Linked DNA regions of Gasterosteus aculeatus: region 1 is linked to region 2. Evidence: chromatin contacts called from public Hi-C data. All regions are on one chromosome and are shown on one strand. The core of a region is the stretch at or near the end of the contact, and the rest is flanking DNA. Distances in the headings are between cores, read along the strand shown. Region 1 overlaps trim46a (tripartite motif containing 46a). Region 2 has its middle 21 kb from the start of efna1b.

The links. A called contact is a pair of places that touch in the nucleus more often than the background predicts.
Region 1: a contact with region 2 is called in a Hi-C map of tail fin, with 5 times the contacts expected there. The contact joins two enhancer-like sites. A contact is called at or near these places in 5 of 6 Hi-C or Micro-C datasets (liver, skeletal muscle, tail fin and 1 more).

The regions. Positions count from the first base shown.
Region 1 is chr20:7,030,909-7,036,938 of fGasAcu3.hap1.1, forward strand. trim46a (tripartite motif containing 46a) reads right to left here. Exons shown (of 12, transcript XM_040165118.2): 12 at 4,150-6,030. Among protein-coding and RNA genes, the nearest start is that of slc50a1, 7.4 kb to the left of the region's middle. Within about 2 kb of position 2,908, at least 4 of the 9 cell types and tissues checked have open chromatin away from gene starts, as enhancers often do.
Region 2 is chr20:6,991,165-6,996,922 of fGasAcu3.hap1.1, forward strand. No RefSeq gene overlaps it. Among protein-coding and RNA genes, the nearest start is that of efna1b, 21 kb to the right of the region's middle. Within about 2 kb of position 1,612, at least 1 of the 9 cell types and tissues checked has open chromatin away from gene starts, as enhancers often do.

The sequences.
Region 1 (6,030 bases), core at 1,658-4,157, 41 kb after region 2:
TTTGTGTGACTGTGTTGATACAGAGAGGGCAGTGGTGGGAAAGGCCACGCTAGAGGTTCTCATCGTGTGTGTGTGTGTGTGTGTGTGTGTGTGACATTGGCCTCTCTTCCTGAGCTCAAAGAGCCTCTCACTGACAGACTACAGACACAACACAGTGTGGTGCTGTACTTGGGGTGTTGTGTAGAAAAATAACTACGCTGAGAGGACTCAAGGTGGGAGATGAATAAGCCGCAGTCAAACGAGGGAACAGCAAAGGAAAGGAGAAACCTTTTGAGCAGGAGATGAAGTGGCAAACAAGAAGAATGTAGAAATGAGACAAAAGAAGGAAATGCTGAAACCTGGGAAACAAGAATTCAAAGGCGACGTTTAGGACTGGCGTGTATAGTGCTGTTGTTTCCTCTTGAGGGAGATGGGAATGTCAAACCCCACAAATTACCACCAGTTATATATTGAGAATTTTAAATCACATTCATCATCTGACAACCAAGAATGTCCCCAATAGAGACGTGTTGACATATTTCACTACATACAGAAAGTAGTCCGTAAAAAGTTAGTGATATCCTTAGTTTGAGGATCACAAAACGTCATGGCAACCCATCCCATAGTTGAGATGTGGAGACAAAGAAGTCGTGCATAAAAGTGATTAATCTTGTCTGCTGCACAGCCCAGATACAGATAAGATAAATTGGGGACCCTGGGAATAGAAATGAGTCATATATGAGGAAAGGGCAGGCCTATACGGGAGAAAAATGAGTAAATGATTCCAGGAGAAGATACAGGAGTTTGGGGAGTTGTCCATTCTTCTACTGGACAAGAGAGACAGACAACTTTAAGGCTGGAGGGACAATGCATTAGGACAGACCGGACACACCCCTCATTCCAAACTATGGCTTTATTATCTGTCCTTATGCTGATGTATAAGGCTACACCTCTTTGTTCCACAGCCAAATATTGACACGGGGCGTTTCGAAGCGGATTACAGGTTTTGTGTACAGGAGTGTGTGTGTGGAGGAGTAGGAGATGATTAGGGGGGGGTCTGCTAAACAATGAGCACAACTCACAAACAGGATCCCTCTGTTTCCTGAGGTGAAACAGAGGGAGCCTCTTTAAACAGCACACACACACACACACACACACACACACACACACACAGTCACATAGTATGTATTCACTTTATTGTGTCTCTTACACAGATTTGTTTCCCCCCATAATTGCACCCAACAAAGTCTCTGCTAACATGCAATCTGCAGCCAGACAGTGTGTGCGTCCGCGGCACATAAACACACAGCACACTGAAGGGGAGGAGGGGGGGGGAGGTTACTTTCTACCATCAGTAAAAGCCCACCTGTCCCAGCTGCTGTTTTTGAGGAGGACGAGAGGGAGGAAAGGAATGCGCTTCACTCATCCTTCCGGGCCATCTCCCTTCCTCCTTTTTAAAATCTCTTTTAAAATGACTCGGTGGTCCCGCAGTCCTGCTCCCACACTTTCTGTTACACAGCTGACTGCTGTGTTTTGTGCCCCTCGGATCATCTGCAGTGATAGTCAGGTCTGTCAGACAGATTTATATAAAAAAATGAAAGAAATCCCTTGAAGCTTGCTTGATGCAGCAAATTAAACCGCCTCGCTAGACTGGAAATTCCCTGCTCAGCATTCATTGTGAGGCCCTGTCTCGTGGCTTTTTATTGGTCTACCTGTACTCTGTTGTTTGTGCAGTTGTCGGACCAGGTATTTTATGGGGAACCGTGTGCAGGGTGCAGCAAGTAGCTTTCTATTCTCAGATTTACCAGTTTGTCAAGCTTTTGTTTTTATTTTCTAATCAGCATTTTTCTTTCTCCTCGGAGCTCTTGCACAGCTGAAAGGATGCATACAGCGGACGTAAAACACAAAGACCACCTTCCTTTTGCTCACACACACACACTTTACACACAAAAAAAAGTGTTACCAGTTGGTGCTGAAAGACCTTTGCTCTATACGGAAATAGATTTACAGGCAGCCCTCCGGTGTGTCCTCTGGGTTATGTTGTTTGGTTCAACGTGTCCTGTGTCTGTCTCCTGTCCTCCTCCCTCCTTGTCTTCCTCCCCCCTCTGCCAGCCTTTAGAATGGGAACAGTGAGTTAAGTGAAATGTGGACAGCTAGTCATTAATCTGTAAGCGGACCGCCTGTGGACCAAAACACTGTCAGAACGCATCCACGTACACGTTCTATATGAATCACTTGTCATCCCATCAGAGACTCTGAGTTTGAAACCACGGACTCAAAGACAAAATATTGTGTCTCAAGCTCAAAGCTCAATTTACCTGCTTCAGCTTCAAAAGTTGAATAAATACATTTTCATTAAACTCACAGAATTGTTATTCGGTTATGTTCTACAAATCCTTTCTGACACTCACATAGCGAATACAGGTTTTAAAGCAAACAGGTGTTTCAGGACTAAGGGGAGTTAATGTGTTTGCAGTCTAAAAATGACAAACGATCACTCATAAATACTCACTGGGCTTCAGGGGCTTCGGTCTTGTCTCCGCATGCTTCTTCGCTTTGGCATGCAGCCAGAACAGTGGACTGGTGTGCGGTTGGTGTGCACACGTTTTTAATGTGTTTAAGTGTTTTAGAGCGGCGACCATGGAAAGTGGATTTGGATTCAATTGCATGTGATTGTGTGTCTTTCACTGCAGTGACGGACCTCTTGGATCTTAGGAGAACCATTTAGTTTGACAGTGTACAGACAGAAAAATGTGCACCCCAGTTGGGACTTGTGAAGTTACTCGGGGGTCCTAAATGTTGGCGGAGAAAGACGTCAAATTCACACAGGAAATTGGGTGAATTTGACATCAACACACCTGCGTGCAAAGACAGAAAAACACCGCCTTAGCTTTAGTGGGGAGGAGTTGTGTTTTGGTAAACAAAGGAGCATTAGGCGGAGCTGTTGCTATGAAATGATGCAACCACCAAGAGCCTGAGGAGGCGCAGTTACAAAACTCTTTAGTAAAACGCTGCTTTCAAGTTTGACTGTTTTTAGACAAATACTGGGACCAATGGGGTGCAACGTAGTTTTGTTCTGTGGGAGGCTTGTTTGCTCTCATTATAATGCCACTTTTGGTACGTGTGGTCTTAATGCAATGTAGATACGTGTGATTAACACGTGTGTGTGTGTGTGAGCCGTGGCTCACTGGCATGTGCAAACTATAATTTATGTTCATTCAAATTTATTCACAATGACAAATAAGTAGGTCAAACCGCTGGCAAAGGGAGAGAGGAGTTACATATTAATTCATGTGCAACAATGAATAGCACAAAGAACATCCCGCTTAACTTATATCTGGTACCTGTCATCACAGATTTGGGAGAAGTCAAATCCGTGTTGACACAGCGTGCACCTGCTGCTGACTGACGGGTATTACTGAGGAAAGAGACAAAGCACAAACAATGTCGCCCCCTAAAGGTTCATTAATATTAGGACATATTCCTGCAGAGGACAAGTGATACTCGCAGAGAGCACAAACACCGGCTGGATTGCAACACCTCTTTGTTGATGTGAAAAGAGCATAACAAACGCACAAACTCCCCCAGACGTTGCGCAACAGCCTCACGGAACTCTTTCACCTTTGTCCCTCTGTCTGGGAGACGATGGGGTGTTCCAGCACCAGTCCGACTGGACCAGCTACCGAACCGTCCCCTCCCTCGCCTCACATGCGCTAACGCCCCTGCGTCCTGAGGTGTGTCTTCACTCTGTACAGGATGGGTCGGCTATATTTAAACCCTGTGGTACGAAATATCCACTTTGCTTGTCAGATTTGGCACACTCGAGTGATTAAGTGCACGCTTGCCCTTACATGCAGACGCACGCACTCCCTGACATTTAAACAAGGAGAGTGTGTGTCTTTATTAATCCCTTCTGGGGCACTGTTGTGTACAGTCAATCAAAAGTGTGACAACATAATAGCACACTACAATTAAACCAACTGCTGGCGATGATGACAATAAAATAGGTTTACAACCTGAGAGTCCTCAATTCAAACCAAAGGAAAGGTTTCTTAGGTATTAGAAGAAAGTTAAGAGTAATGTTGTTAAAAGAGGATTGCTCTTGTATAGTTACCTCTGTGTTCCTTTAGAAGACATTAAAGGAATGACTGACATTACAAACACTGCATGTTATGGTTATCAATCGTTTATTGTTTTTCTCATGACATGACAGAAACATTCAGTTAGCCAAAGTTAAATCCAAATGAATAGATTCTGATTTCCGTATCCAGTCTGAAGTCATTCAAGTGCTGTGCTGTAACACAGGTAGAGGCGTCTAGACACGTCATTAGAGACAGTCACAGCCGGAGTTCACACACACACACACACACACACACACAAATGTACAAATCAGAAAATCCTTATTTCATATCAAAATACAGACGGAGCCAGTCAATAATAATTATTACAATATAGAGAATCTCTTGCACTGACACAATATATAACTGGGATGTTACATTCCTCAGACGATACAGCTTAGTCAAGTAAATTAGCTACTGTTTGCTTTAGTAGGAAATCCAATTAAGTCCAGAGCTCATAAGATATCATCATCCGACTCCATCCACTTAGGAGAAGGCGTAAGACTTTCCTCTTTTATAGAGCGGATAGTGGCGGGCTGGCTCGGGTTAGCCTGGACCAGCTCTTAGATCAGCTGCTATGGAGGACACACCGAGCTCCTCTCTCCATCTCCTTCTATACAAATTATTACTATTTCGAGTCACATTACTATACTGTCATCAAAAACCCACATTACTGACTGCTTCTGTCCTGCAGTCTTTGTGCTTTCCCTCCCCACAGGTTTCTGTGGATGGTGGTCATATCGTATGGTGGTCACATCTGGATATATATCTGGTTACATCTAGACGGTGGTTGTCCCTGCAGTGGTCCTGCCTTACACTTGGCTTACTACTCTCAATATTTGAATAATTTCTGTCGTATGAATCGAACGTACTGTACATCGTTGAGGTTGTTCATTCTGTACACATGACATCCATTGCATCCTGTTCCTGCTCTGCCCTTTATTCTACCTATTAAAGTTTTTTCCTGTGCCCATGTGACAGTTTCGGGACACAGGATGACACAAGTGTACAGACTGTAAAGCGCGGTATTTGTGATTTTGGTCAAAATAAAATGACTTGAATACATCCGCTTCCTTGAACGTCACAGCTCATCATTCATTTGTATGTAGAATTCCTTAAACACCAAAACCGGTAGGCCACTTGCATTTTCAAAATATAAAAAACTGAAATATTTTCACATGTTATTGAGTTAAGCAGCGTCATGAGAACCTTATTCCTCAGATCCGTTTTTACATTTATGTCCTTTGAAAACCTTGAGGCAACTGTTAGCGTGCTCAGCCAACCAAAAATAAAAAGACACAAGATGCTGACATGACTCAACAAAACTGTACGATTCAGCAACCAAAGAATATTCACATTCTCTAATTCTGACATACACATCATTAACACTTCTTGAGGCTACATTGCAAATAAACATATAAAATCAGACATACAGTACATCTGAGGTGCTTTTACAAGGTGACTGTCAGTCATCTGCATATATGTATACGTTTTAAATCCTGGTTACACTTGCATGCAACGTTTGTTGTCCAGTCATTCTGGGACACATTAAGACAAGTGTAAAAGAAGAGTAGACTTTTATTTTACATTGCAAACCGATTGAGCCTGTTTATAAAGAGGATTTACTCACCCTGTCAACAGAATTCTGCATAGTCTAAAATCACTTCAGCCACAATGTCCATGGGAGCAGTACTCAATAAAAAAGAAAGAAAGAAGAAAAATAAATTGCCAAAAAAAAGATTCCATGTCCAGGCCAAGTGCAAATGCAGAAAGAACATCAGATATTTATACTGTGATCTCACCAATGACCTTAAGAGGAAAAACGCAACCATATTCATCAGTGACAGTTTTAATGAGCATCAAAATGTCACTGGATCAAGGCAGTTCATTATTGAGCCACATGAAGTGGTGAATACGAACCACGTTTATCTTT
Region 2 (5,758 bases), core at 362-2,861:
GAGGGATATGACACACCACTCAACAGACCATATTCTGGGAACATTATATCTGCCCTTCTAACAATCACCCTCAATCACTTCTGGGTGACATTGATTTTTGTCACCCAGAATTTTTAAAATAGTCCGAGCTTTCCCTCCCTTATGCCGTCAAGCCGTTATTCTTCCTCAGGCTTGCAGCCCTTTTCACAACAGCTATTCCCAAATGTCATTGCAGGTTAAACACGGATGTGATCAATAGCATTAATTAGGTGGTACATGGTGCATGATCCTGGCTCGCTGAAAGTGGAATCACACAAATAGCTATTGACCAACTCATTGTTTCATACTTTTTTCCTAACGTAGAAGTTGACAGCGTAACCAATTGCGAACTCACTTCATCATTGAGGATCTCACGGATGCTGCACACGTCCACGCAGTAACCAAAGTTAACCACCAGGAGCCGCTGTTCGGTTCAGGTTCTGCTACAAAGCGCCTCTGCCATGTAATCCTTTATCTGAATACACAGAACCATTAAAGCCACCGAAGGCCATTGTGTAACTGGAGTCATCAGGATTAAACATGCAAATCTATTTAATGGGGTGATGATATAACCGAGTATTTGAAGCACGTTGAAGGCAGGGGGACTCGTGGAGAGGGTTTTAAGGGGTTCCCAGAAGGTGGGAATGTGGCATTGGAGGCCAACCATGTGTACCGTTGCATACCAACCATCAAGGAATTATGCACAACTGCATCCGAGGCTTCAGCGAATTCTTCCAGTCTCAGATGTCCAGCCAGTGTTTCTGTCTGCATTCTTTCAAAGAGTCCAAGAGAAAATGTTCTGCCTTATCTGATTGTGTTTGTTTAACGGAGAAACCGATGTTATGCATGGGCAGGCCTGTAAATACGAAGCTATTTGGACTGGGCCTGTTCTACCAGTATCTGAAACACACACAGGCACAAAATTATACACTTTCGTGAGGAACTCTGACATCTCTACAATTAACTGTCTCCGCTGCATCTCCAACCCCAAGTCTCAAAGAAGGGAGGAACAAGTTAAACTTCATTCAACTGCCTGTTAAAAGTTTATGGTCTGTGTGGGCCTCCTCAAAAGGACATAAAGGAAAAACTATAATTAATTCAAACTTTTTTTATTTTTTGTTTTGCAGCTCAAGCCATCTGTTCTGTTGATTATGTTGTCAGCACCCATGGATCTAATCTGTGATAAACAGAATGTAGAAAGATTAACAAAGAAATAGGGAACAAAATGGTGAGACAACTAAATAGATTCTAAACACACAGTTTTCACAGATTAGCTACCACTTTATCTAAATGCAAAACCAAAGTCAGCTCACCTGCAATGATGCCTCATTGTGCCTCATGAGGGAAAAAAATATATATAGGTCAAAGTTCATATACAAAATTTGATCAAAAGCTTTCAGCAAAACTTTGTCTTCTTACACTTCTCGGAACCATTAGTTTGAGTAACGTGTTATCAGAACCAAGAAAACATGAGCTGGGAAAATTGCCACAAACTGGGATTTTCTTTCATCATGATGCACACGCAGGAAGAAGCACATGGCGACAAACATCCCGTCACGTCTGCGTGGCGATGAGCTTTGCGACAGGCGCAGTGATAAGGAAATGGAAGCCCTCCCACTTTACGCCTCATGCCTCAGAAACCTGCTGCTTGGCACGTGAACTCTAACTCAGTCAACAAGCCTCCTTTCAATGGAGGTGAAGCCTCCTCCTTATCTCAGATGACTGGAGGAAATCAGAGATCGCTTGGGCAGTTTTCAACACAAGGAAAGATCTCTTTATTCTGAAAAAAACCCACAGGTGTTTAACCCCCGCTTGTACCCATCATTTTGAGTCCTTTACATATTAATGCATTACTGCTTTTCTATTCCATTTTTTAAAATCAGCTCATTTCACTGTCGATTTTTCAGAAAAATGTTCGGGAACAGCGAATGATTTATGTGTATTTATGAAAGTGGTTCTTTGGAGTGAAGAAAGTTAAAATCAAACTGCATCTCAAAAATGGAAAGAAAAGAAACGGATGCATTGTAAACACTTAACCCGCGTCCACAGCTGTTGGGTAAGTAACCGTTCTAATGATTGAAGGGGTTAAAAGAACCTACTGCTATAAATGGGGTCTTCAACAACATCATTTTCTACTCCGTGCACTATTGATAAGGGAAACATTTATACCTCTTAGACTTAGAGGATCTAAGACCTATAGTTTGTCATGGCAGGGATAGATGATTTAGTTGTTAGGTGTCTCTTTCATATTTGCACTAAAGTCAGCCATTAAAAACTGCAGTATGAAAGATGGCTCAAGTAAAAACGTGAAGGGAAACAAATTGGTATTGGACAAGGAGCCGGAAGGGCTAAAGATTGAGATTAGCTGCGTGAGACACAGCAGGAATAGATCAGTGTTGCAGACCGTTAGCTTGGGCTAAGTTAGCGGTGGTAAGCTTTGCGCGGGCGTTTTGCATGTTCAAAGTTCATCGCTGCCTTGGTCTTCTGATGTTTTGAGTAATTCGCGTCTCTTGCCCGTTTCTCGTTTTTCAAAGGCAACCACTTTGCCGTTAGTTGTCAGGAAAAGCACGGGAAGCGCGCGCGTCTTTAAGTAATGTTGCTACGTCATGTACTGAAGGTTTACGAGGTTGTCCAGCGGTTTAGGATTAATCCTCACTAATCATTCCAACATTTGCTGCATGTGCTCGGAAGTGGAGGGTTTTGGGACGCTGTGAAATTTGGCCATCGTGAATCTAATTTTTTTATTAAAAAATCAGAATGACTCTGGGGTGTGTCATGTGCATCTGCATTTTTTGTCATAGATGACAGTTGCCGTCGGAGATTAAAATGCCGTCATGCTCCTCCGGGCGTCTCTGCCTGTGTAACGTCATGATCCCCGTCTGACAGGAACCAAACAAATGAGCTTTTCATTGCAGCTCGAAGCCTTTTCGGATCTGTGCATCTTTTCATTTTAAGTCCCAAGGAGATTTAGCGATGACCCTAGAAAAAAGAAAACATGTTTCGTTAGAGATTGGATTATTTCCCAGACTTTAAATGATTTGCATTGTTTTTTCGTAATGCGAAATTGATTTTTTTCTTTGAAATTCAGTGTAGGTTGGTTTGAATCCAGAACTTATAGCTGATCAAAAAAAGTTGTTTTGTTTGAATGATGATCCCATTTCCTCCCGACAGACCAAAAACCCCATCACCCTGACACTCTATTGCGCAGTGGACATTCTCAACCAACTGTGTGTAAGGCTCGGATGGGATCTCCGTTTTGCCCCCCCGACTCCTCATCCTTCACTTGGCTCTAACGCCTTTGGCCCCATCACGTCTTGGCACAGCCCGCCTCTACGTTTTCTCATCCTCCCTCTGAGCGGCTGCTTTGACGCAGTCGTTTCCTCTCGGATTCATGCTTTCTGTGTTTGTCACTGCCTGGCTTTCCCCTCGTCTTCTCGTTACATGCCCCCCCCCCCCTCCCCGAGTTTAGCGCTGATCCTCTACTTCATTAGACAGCATCTGTAGAGGCCCAAACAGATGGGAGGGATATATTTACCGTCTGACGCACACACTGCCGTACGATAAGCACACCCCTTAAGACTGCACAAAGGCCTAAATACACACTGGAGAGAAAAGAGTCATTAATAAAAACTCTTAAGACTGGGGATTAAATGATCATCAAACATCCTGCGTTGTTGGTCAGGTCATGACGATGCACATGTAACAGACATCTATCCGTGTTTCCACATGCTCATTAAACGTTGCGTGAGCATCGTGGCGTTAAATCTCGAGGCCGATCTTAAGGTCAGACTCAGATGGACCTAATGGCTTTAGATTAAATTGATTAGTCAGAGCGGTCGAGCGGTGTGGTTTAACTCTGGCTCGGACCAGTCTTCTGTTACTATCCTCTAATCACCAGATTATCTGCCCAAAGATTTCCGGTGTGACTGTCTTTGTTCTAGGTTCTTTGTGTTTCTGTTGTCAATAACAACAACTTGTACATGGGTGACACGTGTGGGTTGGAGCCCACGTAAGTTCTGCCACCTGCTGTGTCGCGTTTGGATCTGGTTTGCATGTTCCCCTCAGACTGATGGTTGTCACTGCTGCCAAAGAATATAACGTAGTTGTCCCCTGTTTAAAGACCCAGTCTGTGATTCAAGTGATCAGAGACGAGGATTAGCCAAAGACCGAAATTAATTCACTTTTACTACAATGCTAAACAAAACCTGGAGCCATATTCTTTTTTAAATCAATATATTCCCAAAGTTTACTGTGAGCTTTTCAAAGGGCTGCTGATTTTTCTATGAAGCCCACACATGACACTGGCGGCGTGACAGTGGCATGTGTGCTAAGTGGGACGTGACCTCGCCTGAATCATCTCGTGGAAAAAGATGGGGCGCATGTGCGCTCACCTACATGCCCTCCCACGGCCTCGTGCTGCGAGTTCACAGACGCACACAGACGCACACAGGGCTGCCATCAGGCGGGACATATTGTGCGATGTGTGATACATTTGCGAAAAAAAGATGCTGACTCATCTCATCTTTTCCGGGGTCGGGTCGGTTCCAGCATGGGGACCCCAAACTGCCGCTTCCGGGGGCCACATCTCCCAGCTTCTAAGGCGTTCCCACACCATTTTGGAGATCGAATCTCTCCACCTAGTCCTGGGTCTTTTGGCCTCACCAGATGCCCAAAACCACCTCAACTGGCTCCTTTCAACGCAAAGGAGCAGCGGCTCTACTCCGAGCTCCTTACGGATCGCCAGCCACCCTCCGGAGGAAACCTATTTTGGCCGCTTGTACCTGTGACCTAGTTACTCCGGTCATGACCGGTTCAGGGTTGTAGGTGAGGTTAGGAACAAAGATTGACCGAGTAGATCGAGAGCTTTGCCTTTCGGGCTAAGCTCTCCTTTCGTCACAACGTGGGCGAGTGCAATACCGCCCCCGCTGCTCCGATTCTGCAGCCAACTTCTCAATCCATCTTTGCCGTACTCTGGAACCGGACTCCAAGGTGCTTCAGCTCATCACTCGGGGTGAGGACACGTTCCCTACCAGAGAAGGCAATCCATCGGTTTCCTGCTGTGAACCTTGGTACCCGGTCACACGCCTTCTCCAGGTCCACAAAACACGCGAGGACCGGATGAGCATGCGTCCAGGCCCCCGCCATGGTCCTCACAAGACAAAAAGTGCATGTTCCTTCTATTGATACCAGCATAATAAGCACTGGAGCGCCACACGGAAGATACGTGTATAGCCCGAGCAAAAGTGTGTCATTCATCACATGTACAACGTTTATTTTCTGATCCAATTTTAGTTAATCCCTGTGTGTTTCTGAGAATTAACCAGTTCACGGGCCCCTAATCCGTCTGCAAATGAGAAACACAATAAAATGTACTTATATTTTGCCAAAATTGAGCTTTGACTACCCGTGTGTGTGCACATGCGCGCTCTACTGAAGCGGTGGATAATGTGCCGGGGGGCATATGGCGTAGTCTAGCTGCTTCTTTAGCCCTAGATTTCCTCTTAATCTCTCATGTGTCTCATTCTGACTCTAATTTTCTGTCCTACTTTTTGTGCTTCTTCTTTTTCCAAGAATCCCATTTCCACTTTTATCCAACAAAGTCCCTTAAATGCCAAACAACTTCGAAACAAACAGCCGAGCCGCCTGGCGAGCGCTCACGCACGCTCACAGGGAGAGAGAGACTCTCGGAGTCACGACTGAAGCTGTCAGCATGTTACAATTTGCTCTGTACTGCTTTGTA